Regions from separate parts of the Sus scrofa genome. Here region 1 is linked to region 2. A link is a contact called in public HiChIP or PLAC-seq data. All regions are on one chromosome and are shown on one strand. The core of a region is the stretch at or near the end of the contact, and the rest is flanking DNA. Distances in the headings are between cores, read along the strand shown. Region 1 has its middle 23 kb from the start of ACKR3. Region 2 overlaps LOC106506421 (a long non-coding RNA gene).

What was found. HiChIP or PLAC-seq counts read pairs in DNA pulled down with a chosen protein or histone mark.
Region 1: a contact with region 2 is called in an H3K27ac HiChIP or PLAC-seq map of skeletal muscle. The contact joins two enhancer-like sites. A contact is called at or near these places in 4 of 47 Hi-C or Micro-C datasets (embryonic fibroblasts, epiblast stem cells, heart right ventricle and 1 more) and 1 of 2 datasets of contacts at active chromatin or transcription factors (skeletal muscle).

Annotation. Positions count from the first base shown.
Region 1 is chr15:136,390,303-136,395,793 of Sscrofa11.1, reverse strand. No RefSeq gene overlaps it. Among named protein-coding and RNA genes, the nearest start is that of ACKR3, 23 kb to the right of the region's middle. Within about 2 kb of position 2,828, at least 27 of the 83 cell types and tissues checked have an H3K27ac peak or open chromatin away from gene starts, as enhancers often do. A contact at or near this core is called in skeletal muscle, where this site is marked.
Region 2 is chr15:136,465,832-136,470,760 of Sscrofa11.1, reverse strand. The region is part of intron 1 of LOC106506421 (a long non-coding RNA gene); the gene reads right to left. Among named protein-coding and RNA genes, the nearest start is that of ACKR3, 98 kb to the right of the region's middle. Within about 2 kb of position 3,095, at least 14 of the 83 cell types and tissues checked have an H3K27ac peak or open chromatin away from gene starts, as enhancers often do. A contact at or near this core is called in skeletal muscle, where this site is marked.

The sequences.
Region 1 (5,491 bases), core at 1,579-4,078, 75 kb after region 2:
GCTTTCACTCTTTGTTACTGCTTTTGCCACAGCCCTGTGAGAGCAGAAGGTAGTGTGAAAAGCGTGGGGCTTAGTATGAAAAGTTCTGACTCCAATAAAATTTAATGTAGAAAGTAAATAAATAAATACATTTTTAAAAAAAGAAAATATGGCAGGAAGCCTGCATAAGGAAGGAAGGGAAAAGAAAGAAAGAAAGAAAGAAAGAAAGAGAGAGAGAGAGAGAGAGAGAGAGAGAGAAAGAGAGAAAGAGAGAAAGAAAGAAAGAAAGAAAGAAAGAAAGAAAGAAAGAAAGAAAGAAAGAAAGAAAGAAAGAAAGAAAGAAAGAGGGAGGGAGGGAGGAAGAAAAGAAAAAAGAAAAGAAAGGGAAGGGAAGGAAGAAAGAAAAGCTCTGACCCTTCCACTCATTCATCTGTTTATTGAACAGCCCTGCACCAAGCAGCTGGTGAAGAGCCAGCTCAGTGCTGGGCACTAGGTGTGCAGAGACACTCTGGTTCCTGGTCCAGGGTGTTCACATCTGGCTGTGGACACAAAGGATGAAGGGAGGCAGGTCCAAGCAATGCAGGAGCCCAGAGGGACCGTAACTTCTGCTGACCACACTGACCCTGTCTTGGGTGCATACATTTATCAGACGTTATGTCCTACAGTAAAAAAAAAAAAAACCACTTTCTTGGACTTACTCTTTAAAACAAGCCTATGAGAAAGATACCACCCATCTCCCCATGTCATAGTCATCAAAGCTGAAGCTCTGAGATGTTGTGTAACGTTCCCAGAGTCACACAGTGACTAATGGAGGGTAAAACCCAGACCTGCTAGACCCCAAAGCCCTAGTTCTTGGCACGGTTCTCATGCTGTTTGTTTCCCCTTCTCCCTGAGTTGCCACCCACACCCCTTTCTGGGTTGTCTGCTAATTAAAACCCCTGAGGCACCGTGATAGTGGGGGCAGGGAAGTAAAATAATTCATAGATGCAAAGTATCATTAATGAACTCCTGATCTCTACACAAGGAAGCCTTTGGTGAGCTAAGCAAGATTTTCTTGCATTTTAACAGCCCTGAACTTAATTTCAGGCTGAGATATGGTCACTTATTAAACATGACTTGTTTGGCTGACTTTCAGATTCTTTTGTGCAGCCATGCTTAACCACGTGAGGTCCATCAGAGCCACAGAGTCCTGCCCGGCCCGTTGCCCACTCCTCACGAAGCCCACCCAGCCAGGTGCTATTGCTCCTGTTCTACTGTAATCATCCACTAGGTGAGACTCAGTTCCATGAGAGTAGGACAGCCCTGTTTTTGCAGATCCTTTGTCTCATGCAGGATGGTTTCAGCGTGAGATTTGAGGTGGCCAAGCCCACTGGCCCCACACACTTCCTCTGGCTGATCACTTTCACCTTAGGGGACGTGGGTAGAGGTCTAATTTCCTCTGCCCACCCCACCCCCGCCATTACTAGAGGTACACATGGATTGGCCCTAATCCGTGACCTCAGGCTCCTTCTGAAGTGGTTCTAAAGGGGTCCATGCACTTCTCGGATGTCTCCTCCAACTTGATCTTTCTAGCTGATGGGAACGCATTTCCCAGGGTGGGTAGAGATGCCCTGGAAGCCCTTGCCTGGCTATTGTGCGAGCCGGGGATGCGTAAACATTTCTGGAGGAGACGGTCTTCTCCCCCTGCTTCCCAAAGGGAGAGTGACTGACTTAGCGGTTCAGTCTCAGCACCGTCTCCTAATTTTGGTGCAATCTCACAATCCCAGTGCAAGCCACTCAGGTCAAGTTACTTTCCCAGCAGCCAAGGGCTTTCTCTCTGGCCCTTGAAAGACATGATGTGCTCCATCTGAGTCTCTCCTGAGACAGTGTTTTGCAAGATGTTCACTCTCAGATTGGGTCTTAGACAGCCTCACACCACCCCTGACCTCTCCTCTCTGCCTCGGGGATGCTGAGACTTAAAATGAGACAAAGAAAAATTGGATGGGCTCTGAAGCCACTAAAATGCTTCTCTGGTCGTATAACCTGCTGGTCATCAGAAGGACCTGGGAGGTGTTAAGAAGTGTGGAGGGTGGGGTCCACCCTGGAATTCCTAAACCAAAGCACCCATGGGTGGACCCCAGGAGTTGTTTTTGTTTCAGATCTTCCCAGGGAGTCTCCTTGTTGCAGGGCTAGAAACCCTGCTGCGTTGCATGTGAGACCTGCAGGTGAAACCAGCTCCAGGGCCCAAGCTTTGGATATGCCAGGATGCAGGTGCCCTTCCCACCTTGCAAGGTGGCTCTTCCCAAGCCTGTGTGACTACAGAACCCCCTTTTCTCAGGGAGCATAGGGGCTCTGGCTGGGCTGGGCACCCCTGGAGAGAGGCTGCTGGGACACTGAGTGCTAGCCTTCCCTTCACACCCCCACGCTCATGCTAGATCCTGTGTCGGCAGAGCCAGCCAACGCTGCCTGCCCCTTAACTGGGCTGCAATCCGCTTCCCCAAGGACAAGCCTTCAAACCTCAACCAAGACACTTGCCCTGGTTGTGTCTCTTTCTTCTCGGCAAAACAAGTGCTGGCCTGAACCCCAGAGCCTGGCCTCTGAGAGGCAGAGTCTGTAATCTGCCAGCCAAGAGCCTGGGGCCTTGGGGTTTGGTCCCAAAAAGGGCGATGACGAGGCTGACCTCCTCATGATTTGTTTCACCCAACAGGGACTCAAACCGGGAAGATAAATGGGCAGTGTCCCCACCATAACTGAGCCTGAGCAGCCCAGAAATGACAGATTGATTAAGTCACCCTCCAGGCAGGCTACCAGTGACCACACCTAATTACTCACTGACCACTGTGGCCTGACCGATGGAATTCCACACCCGTGAGTCACCCACCCTCCTTAGCCTCTGGGCTGTGTTTCCTTCTCCAGCCTGCTTGCCAGTGGCCGCCCTACAGAACTGGTACCTTCTGTGAATACCATGTCCTCCGGTCACCATCGGGCAGGAGGTTAACCCCGGAGCGCTAGAGAGGAGCTATTTTGGTCTCAGGAGTCTCCCTGGGCAGCATCAGACATACGGCAGAGTTCCACCCATGCAAGTGACAAGTATTGGCATTTACTAAAATGCAGAAAAGAAAACTATCAAGTGCAAGGGCGTGGGAGTGATGGGTGGGAATCGAATGTCCTTGGTGGGAGACTTTGTCAAGTTCAAGGAAAGGACTCCTTGGTTCACAGTCCGGCCAGGAACAAGGAGCCCCTGGCCTTGGGTTGAGTAGAGAAAAGGTGGTACATGGGTCTTGGTAAATGTCACCAAAGGTGCTGAAGAGCCATTAGAGGAACTGGAGGCCGCCCGGAGATTGGCATGGTGGTCTGAGGAGGGGGACGGGGTGGAGGTGGGTTCCTCGAGCCAAGGCCAAGGCTCCCTGGGAGGAGGGGCTGTGACCGGGCACCTCCAGGGGAATCAGGATCGCAGAGATGATGTAGCCGAGGTTGGAGACACTGACCAGAGCAGAGTGAGGGAGGAAGGGACAGCCTGTCCTCCCCTCCGCCCACCCTCCCTCTGGGCCCATTCCCTGGCCCAGGAGGTCCAGAAGCTGGGGAGCAGGGGTCCCTGGAGGTGCAGGACATTTGGAAGAAGGACTCTGACATTTGTGTGAAGTGTGAGCTGGATGGACAGAGATCAAGTAAGGGACCAGGCGACAGACGGAACCCAGAAAATGTTTGAATTGAGGTGACGGCCCTGATGGGGGTGGCTACAGATGGTGAGGGAAGACAAACCCCAAAGACAGCTTGAACTTGAACTTCCCGTGTGACACTGCAGGTGGACTGCGGTGACTCAGCCCAGAGCACCCCGTCTCAGTCAGGGTCCAATCAGAAGAAATGTGAGCAGGGAAGGTTTTGCATTTCAGAATCATACATTATAACAAGGAATATCTGGCACGTGTTCCCCAAACCTTACTACGAGGACAAGTAAAAAGAAATAGAAATACCCACGTGCCTATGGTATACACATGTGTATCAAAACGCATTCACTCTTATTACTCACTCATCATTTACTTTCCGTTTCCCAAACTGTAAAGAAATCAGAGGGCCTGCAGAGGGAGAGATCAGTAACAAACAAGCCTATTTTTTCCATAAATTCCAAAAAGCCTAAGAAATTTGAGCCCCCAGGTACCAAGGACAGGGTGGGCGTGGCCCAGTGGGGTGCTGGGCTACTGCCAGCCCAGACCCGTTTGCAAGAACCAAGTGCAGGAATCCCACTGTGGTGCAGCAGAAACGAATCCAGCTAGTGTCCTTGAGGATGCAGGTTCCATCCCTGGCCTCGCTCAGTGGGTCAGGGATCCAGCGTGGCCAGGGAGCTGTGGTGTCGGTCACAGATGCGGCTCAGACCCTGCGTTGCTGTGGCTGGGATATAGGCCGGCGGCTACAGCTCCAATTCGACCCCTAGCCTGCGAACCTCCATATGCCACGAGTGCAGCCTTAAAAAGCAAAAAAAGAACCAACTGCTACATTTCTGGGACTTTTGCCAGTCAGTTATTAAGCATGGCCGTCCTCAAAACTTACGCACACTTTGCATTTGAAAGCATTTTATTAAAAACAAAAGGTGGTCAGTCCTCAGAACAGAATGTAGCACTTCCTAATTCTCTCACGTGCTGCTCTCTGCCCTTGAGGGGACCCTCGTCCCTTGTACCTGCTTGGTGGACGCGCTGCCAGCTGTCTTCAGTGACATCACACACATGGCTCAAAATCGACCGTGATGGGAATATTTACACCATAGGCAGCATCAGACAGGAACAATCAAGGCTGTTTCTTTCCCTCCAGAATGTAGCTGTTAAGCATGTACCAAGAAGCTGCTGGATGAAACTGCAAACATATGATCTTAGACCCCCCCTCTTATCCCACCCCTTCTTCACACTCAAGACCACCCTTCCCCATCCAGACAGAAGAGAAGGGTGCCCTGGGGGGAAACTGAATCAGAGTCTGTGCTTTAGGCCCTCAGGCATCGCAGCCAGTGTGTGGGGGGGAGGTGCAGGACAAAGGGCTAAAAATGGGGCAATGAAGGCAAATTGTCCACCTGGACGGTGAGGCAGGCCTAGCCCTCTTTCCCATCCCCCTTCCCTTGCTCGTTTTCCAGAATGCCACCAACAGGGTCACACATGCCCAGAGGAGGAGAGTCGGGAGGAAGAGACCAGCCTGGGAAGAAAGCCCCTCAGGCAGGCAAGAACCTTCAGGGCGGCCGAGGTGAGGCATCTTGGAGCCAGCAGCTGGTTCTTCTGCGTAGTTCACCGGCCACCAGGGCCGCCTCAAAACGTCGTTGGTCAGGCGCTCAGCATCTCATTGTAAACTGTGCCTAGATGGCTAAAGATCTGTAACTACTTGCAAAAAAAAGCCTCTAACGTGAAAGACAGACACCCAAACCAGCAAGTAGGCAAACAAGAGGAGGAAGCCCTGGCCGGAGCCTGGTCCCTGTCAGCCCCTGTGTGTGAGGGGCTGAGCTGGGAACCAGGACACATGGCTGACGATGTCTATCCCATCCATGGGCAGGAGA
Region 2 (4,929 bases), core at 1,846-4,345:
CAATAGAATGTTCGAAATGGGACTTTATTATAAATATACTCTGACGTTTGCCAAGAATAAATTGAATGGGCAAAGGCAACATACTTGGCTGTAACTTAATCCAAACTTGGCTTATTTGCCAAAACTTGGCATCATGATACATGAATAGAGAACTCCAGAGAGAACATGAAAGGGTTCTATTATTTGGAGCCAACTGTTTAGCTAAATCTCCATATCTTCCATTTATTTGTTCTCTTCTCTAAATTGCTACATTATAGAGGAAAGCAAAAGTATGAAATAAAAATAAAAGTCCCTAAACCTGTTTGCATTTTTCCACAATTAATATAACGGAATGCAAATTGGTTTATAGACCACAAAATCAACCCCGCATCGATTGACTAAGACGGATAGAAACCGAGGTTCTCTTTTCTAAATTCTCAGAGCAAAACTGCAGCAGGGCGAAGCCACCTCTGCCTGGAAACAATAACTGGTTTCACGGAGTTGATCAGAGAAATCTATGCCTTCAATCATATTAGATGTATTCTAAAGTCTAAACTCTCATAAAGAAATTCTGATTTTCCTTGAGTTGGAAGGAAGTTTAGAATTGCAAATTCGAAACTTTTGTCTTGCCTCGAAGCGAAGCGAGCATTATGACTTGGAGTTTTATAAAGACATGATGTGAGGCAATTACCATTACTAAGCAGCAGAATATTCTATGTCGGAATGTCAATCAGGGGAGAAAAGGGGTGCAGAGAAACTCCCAACCAATACTGGGGTGGGATTTCTGGAATCTGGTCCCCTTTCGGCCCTGCACTAGCCGTTGCGTGAGTGAGTCGAGCCCATCTCTGCACCTCAGTTTCCTTATCTGTTAAATGACAGGTCCAGTGAACTTTTCCTCAAATAGCAACGCCTCTCAAAAGCATTCCTGCTGAGGATGGGGCCAAAAGAATACATTCCTAGAAGGCAATAACCCCAGAGGAAATGTTTTGGAATAACTTTTTATTCTATTTTATTCTATTTTATTTATTTATTTGTTTGTTTGTTTGTTTGTTTGTTTGTTTGTTTGTTTTTATGGCTGAACCGTCCGCATGTGGAAGTTCCAGGACCAGGGCTTGAATCTGAGCCGCAGCTGCGACCCCAGCCACTGCAGTCGGATCCTTAACCCACAATGCCACCTCAGGAACTCCTGGAACGCTTTTTAATCAAACCCAATGTCTGAAGTTTTTCTCCCCCCATCACCTGCTTACAGGAAAAAAGAAAATGACTTTACATTCAAAAACGCCGTGGGGTATGTTTAGCAGCAAATCTCAGTCTTGGGTGTCCCTGTGTTTAAACTCAGGACTTATTTTAATTCTTGAGTCCAAATAAATACTCTGAGGCATGTTTCAGTTTGCTTACCGGGAGATTAATCCCCCAGGGGGGAGGGCAGCAATTGCCTGAAAAGAAGCTCAGAATGGAAAACACTTCACATGCTCTCTGGATGGGGAAACGGGGGGGAAAAATAAAGGTCCCCAAAGCACTTTCAACAAAGCAGTTCACTCGGGGTTTTTGTCTTGAACATATGCTTTTGGCAAATAAGCAGATCTTACGAATGGTCTAACTAAACTTAAGATGGAAAAAAAAAAAACACCCGCCAACATGGCCTGGAGGAAAATGTGGGAACTGGAGCCAGATATGCAACCAGGCACACGGTGCATGTACCCAGCTTCTCACCCGCTCCCTTTCCTCCGAGCTCGCGGGCTCTGCACAGGAGAGAGGCCGAGACAGCATGTCTGAGCTTTAACTCAGGCTGAGCGAGGGTCCTGCGAGGATGCTCGGGAGTCTGCTCTCTGAAGTCTGCGGCCTTCCATTGCCCTTCAAGAGAAATCAGACTCTGATCCTTGAATATTTAGGAAGCCGCTGGACTCGGAGGTCTAGGGAGCCCCTCGTGTCAGCAGACATCCGTGTCTGGCTGGAGGGGAGAGGAGAGGGCCGAGTCCCTCAGGGGATCGGGACGCGGTTGGTGCAAGGTGGCAGCACAGCCGGCCCTCCTGATTTCCCGAAGCGCTGGTCCCAGGAGCTCATTAAACAGGATGTGACCGGATGATAACTGTGTCTCCTAGAGACACTGAGTCCCACGTCCCTCCGTGGTCCCCCCCAGTCCCCGCAAGGACTCGGCGTCATCGCCTCCTGGGGGCTTCCTGGGTCCACCCAGGGAGGGGGCACAGAACAGCTTGGAAGCCCTGCTCTTTGGTACCTGGGTGAGTGTGTCATCACCCCCAGTAACAGACCAGAATCTCTCATCACCTTTGCAGTGAAGCAGCAGCAGGCACACCTATGACCTACTCAGTGGGAGCTTTTAGTTTTGTTTCCCCGTGAGAACGAAGCACGCCTGAGAGCATCCTGTTCCCCCAGTTTTCCGGCTGCCGGAGGAAACGTGCAGTGGCCCCCTCCTTGTTCCTGCCAGCCCTGGGCTGATCTCAGCATGAACCCCAGTCACACCTTTTCCATGTCATGTCTGCAGCACACAGGTTCATTGGACAGGAAGCATCGCCTCTTCCTGCCTGTGAGCCTCTTACCCCCAACCTGAGGCTGTGCCGGACCGAAGAGGTTGGCCCAGCCCAGCTGCAGAGCAAGCCAGGGGCACCTCCTACCACTAGCAGACAGGGTCTTGAACCTCTGCTGCTGCTGAAATTGCCCTTGAGTGAGCTCTGCCAACCTGAGACCTGGGTCCCCACCCGGCTGAGCCTCTGTGCACGTGCAAACACACATACACGTGCATACACGCACACGTGGTCCCGGCCAGGCTTGCTCACCCCAGGCCTGGATTGTGGCCTTTGGAGTCCGGCTGGATCCGGCCCCTGCTTGAGCTCTAGTCCACTTGGAAGAGGCTCAAATCCCCTACTGCTCAATGAACCTCTTTTTTGTTGTTGTTGTTAAAAAAGATGAAACTTGGCAGCACAGCGCGTATCCTTTCCTTTTATTATTCGTAGAAAACAGACATTTTGATTTTAAACGTTAACATCCCGAAATTTGAAGCAGCAGATTTTTAGCATTTCAACAATGCTCATGGATTCCATTCCACTGACACCAACAGGCTAGTAACTTATTCCGCATCAAAAAGGCAAGACGTCCCAGGCCAGGCTGTCACACTCAGGCTAGGCTTTGTGTTTGGCATGTCTCTGCCCTCTCCCCAGCACCCCCAGCAGGCTCTGGGCTGCATCTTTCATCGAGTGTCCCACCTCACTGCGTCCTCTGCCGAGTGTCCCCTCTCCGGGCGGTCATCCCTCCGTCCCTCCACTTAGCCAGAGTGGATGCTGGAACCACTGGTTTCCCAGCTGGTCACTGACTTGAGGGGTGGCAAGCCCAAAGGAAAGATAAGCTGGAATCCAAAACTGTCCCCATCAGCCCCCAAGTGCCATCACTGCCCAGAGGCATCTTCCCCACAGCCTCCCACACCTTGGTTTGGGGACACCCCAGTGGCATCCATGTGACCTGAGGTGGACGCGAGGGATGCGGAGAGTGCAGCTCAGGGAGGATGGCAGCAATGGGAGCTCAGTGCCTGGGGTGGGGGGTGGGGAGCGCTGTGATGGGGGCACGAGCACATACACGGAGAGTGGCTCCTCCTCAAATGGGGTGTGGAGGAGCTGCAGGAGGGGGCATGAGCGCTGAGTCCTGCCAGGGGTGGATATACACAGGCGTGAAGATGCTCTCAGAGATTATTTTTTAATTAAAGTGTAATTAATTTACAATGTGTTAGTTTTAAGCGCACAGCAAAGTCATTCATTTGTACATATATATACTTTTTCTGATTCTTTTCCATTATAGTTATTATAAGGTAGTAAGTATATCTCATAGATTATTTATAACAGCAAACACACATGAAAAGTTAGTTTGTCACAGGGCTGCTAGGACAAAGGCCCACAGGCCGGGTGGCTCGAAGCAACAGAAGTTCATCATCCCAGCCCTGGAGCCTGGGAGCCTGGGAGCCTGGAAGCCTGAGATCACAGTGTCAGCAGGACTGGTTTCCTCTGAGGCCATGAGGACAGCTCTCTTCCTGCTCCTCTCCTTGGCCTCTGGACACCATCATCCTCCTGTGTCTCTCACCACATCATCTTCGTCCTCCCTCTGTGGGTGTCTTTCTCCGTGAACACATTTCCCCCTTCTGCTAAGGATGTCAGTGGTTGGATAGGGGCCACCCTGACGACTTCATTTTAACTTGATTTCCTCTCTAAAGACCCTGTCTCCAAGTAAGGTCACATCCTGAGGGTTAGGACTCCAACATATGAATCTGGGGGAGACACAATTTAACCCATAACGAGGGCCAGTTGCAACCATGAACTGAACAGTATAAGTTATAAACTATTCAGGAGATGCTTAAGGACCTTCTATGTCAATATGGGAAATGCTTGGGTTGTGAAGGGCAATGATATAAAGAAAGGACATGGAAAAAATTCCAGACAAGTGAAACCAGTGGGTGTGCTCAGGTCAAAAGTTCATCAGTAATCTTCATCCTTTTTCTATTTCACAAACCTTGTTTGGTGTGGTTCCATCAGATCTAGAATGTGTTTTAGCAGCCATTAAGTCCCCTCCTCTCCCCCTGCATTGGGAGGCCAGGGTCATGGCTGTTCTGGTTCTTGAGAGGCTGTGAGTGCAACAGGGTCCAAGCAGAATCCAACCAGGAGTCTATGCTCCCCACCACCTCAAAGTTCTGGTCCTGGCACAGCAGATGACTTGTCAGTGGTCAGGAGACCCACCTCTAGTCCAAAGAGAGGTTGGGACATCTGAGATGTCAGGTCTTCCTACAACCCAGATGCCTGCAAAAGGACATCTGGGGGGGTCTTGCGTGATGCTTTCTGGGCACCTCCAAGTTGGTCCAGGATAGCAGCACAGATTCCTGTCCTCAGGCCATGGAGTAGGATGCACAGATGGGAATAGGGCATGAAACTGCACACTCCCTCTTGCTCAGTG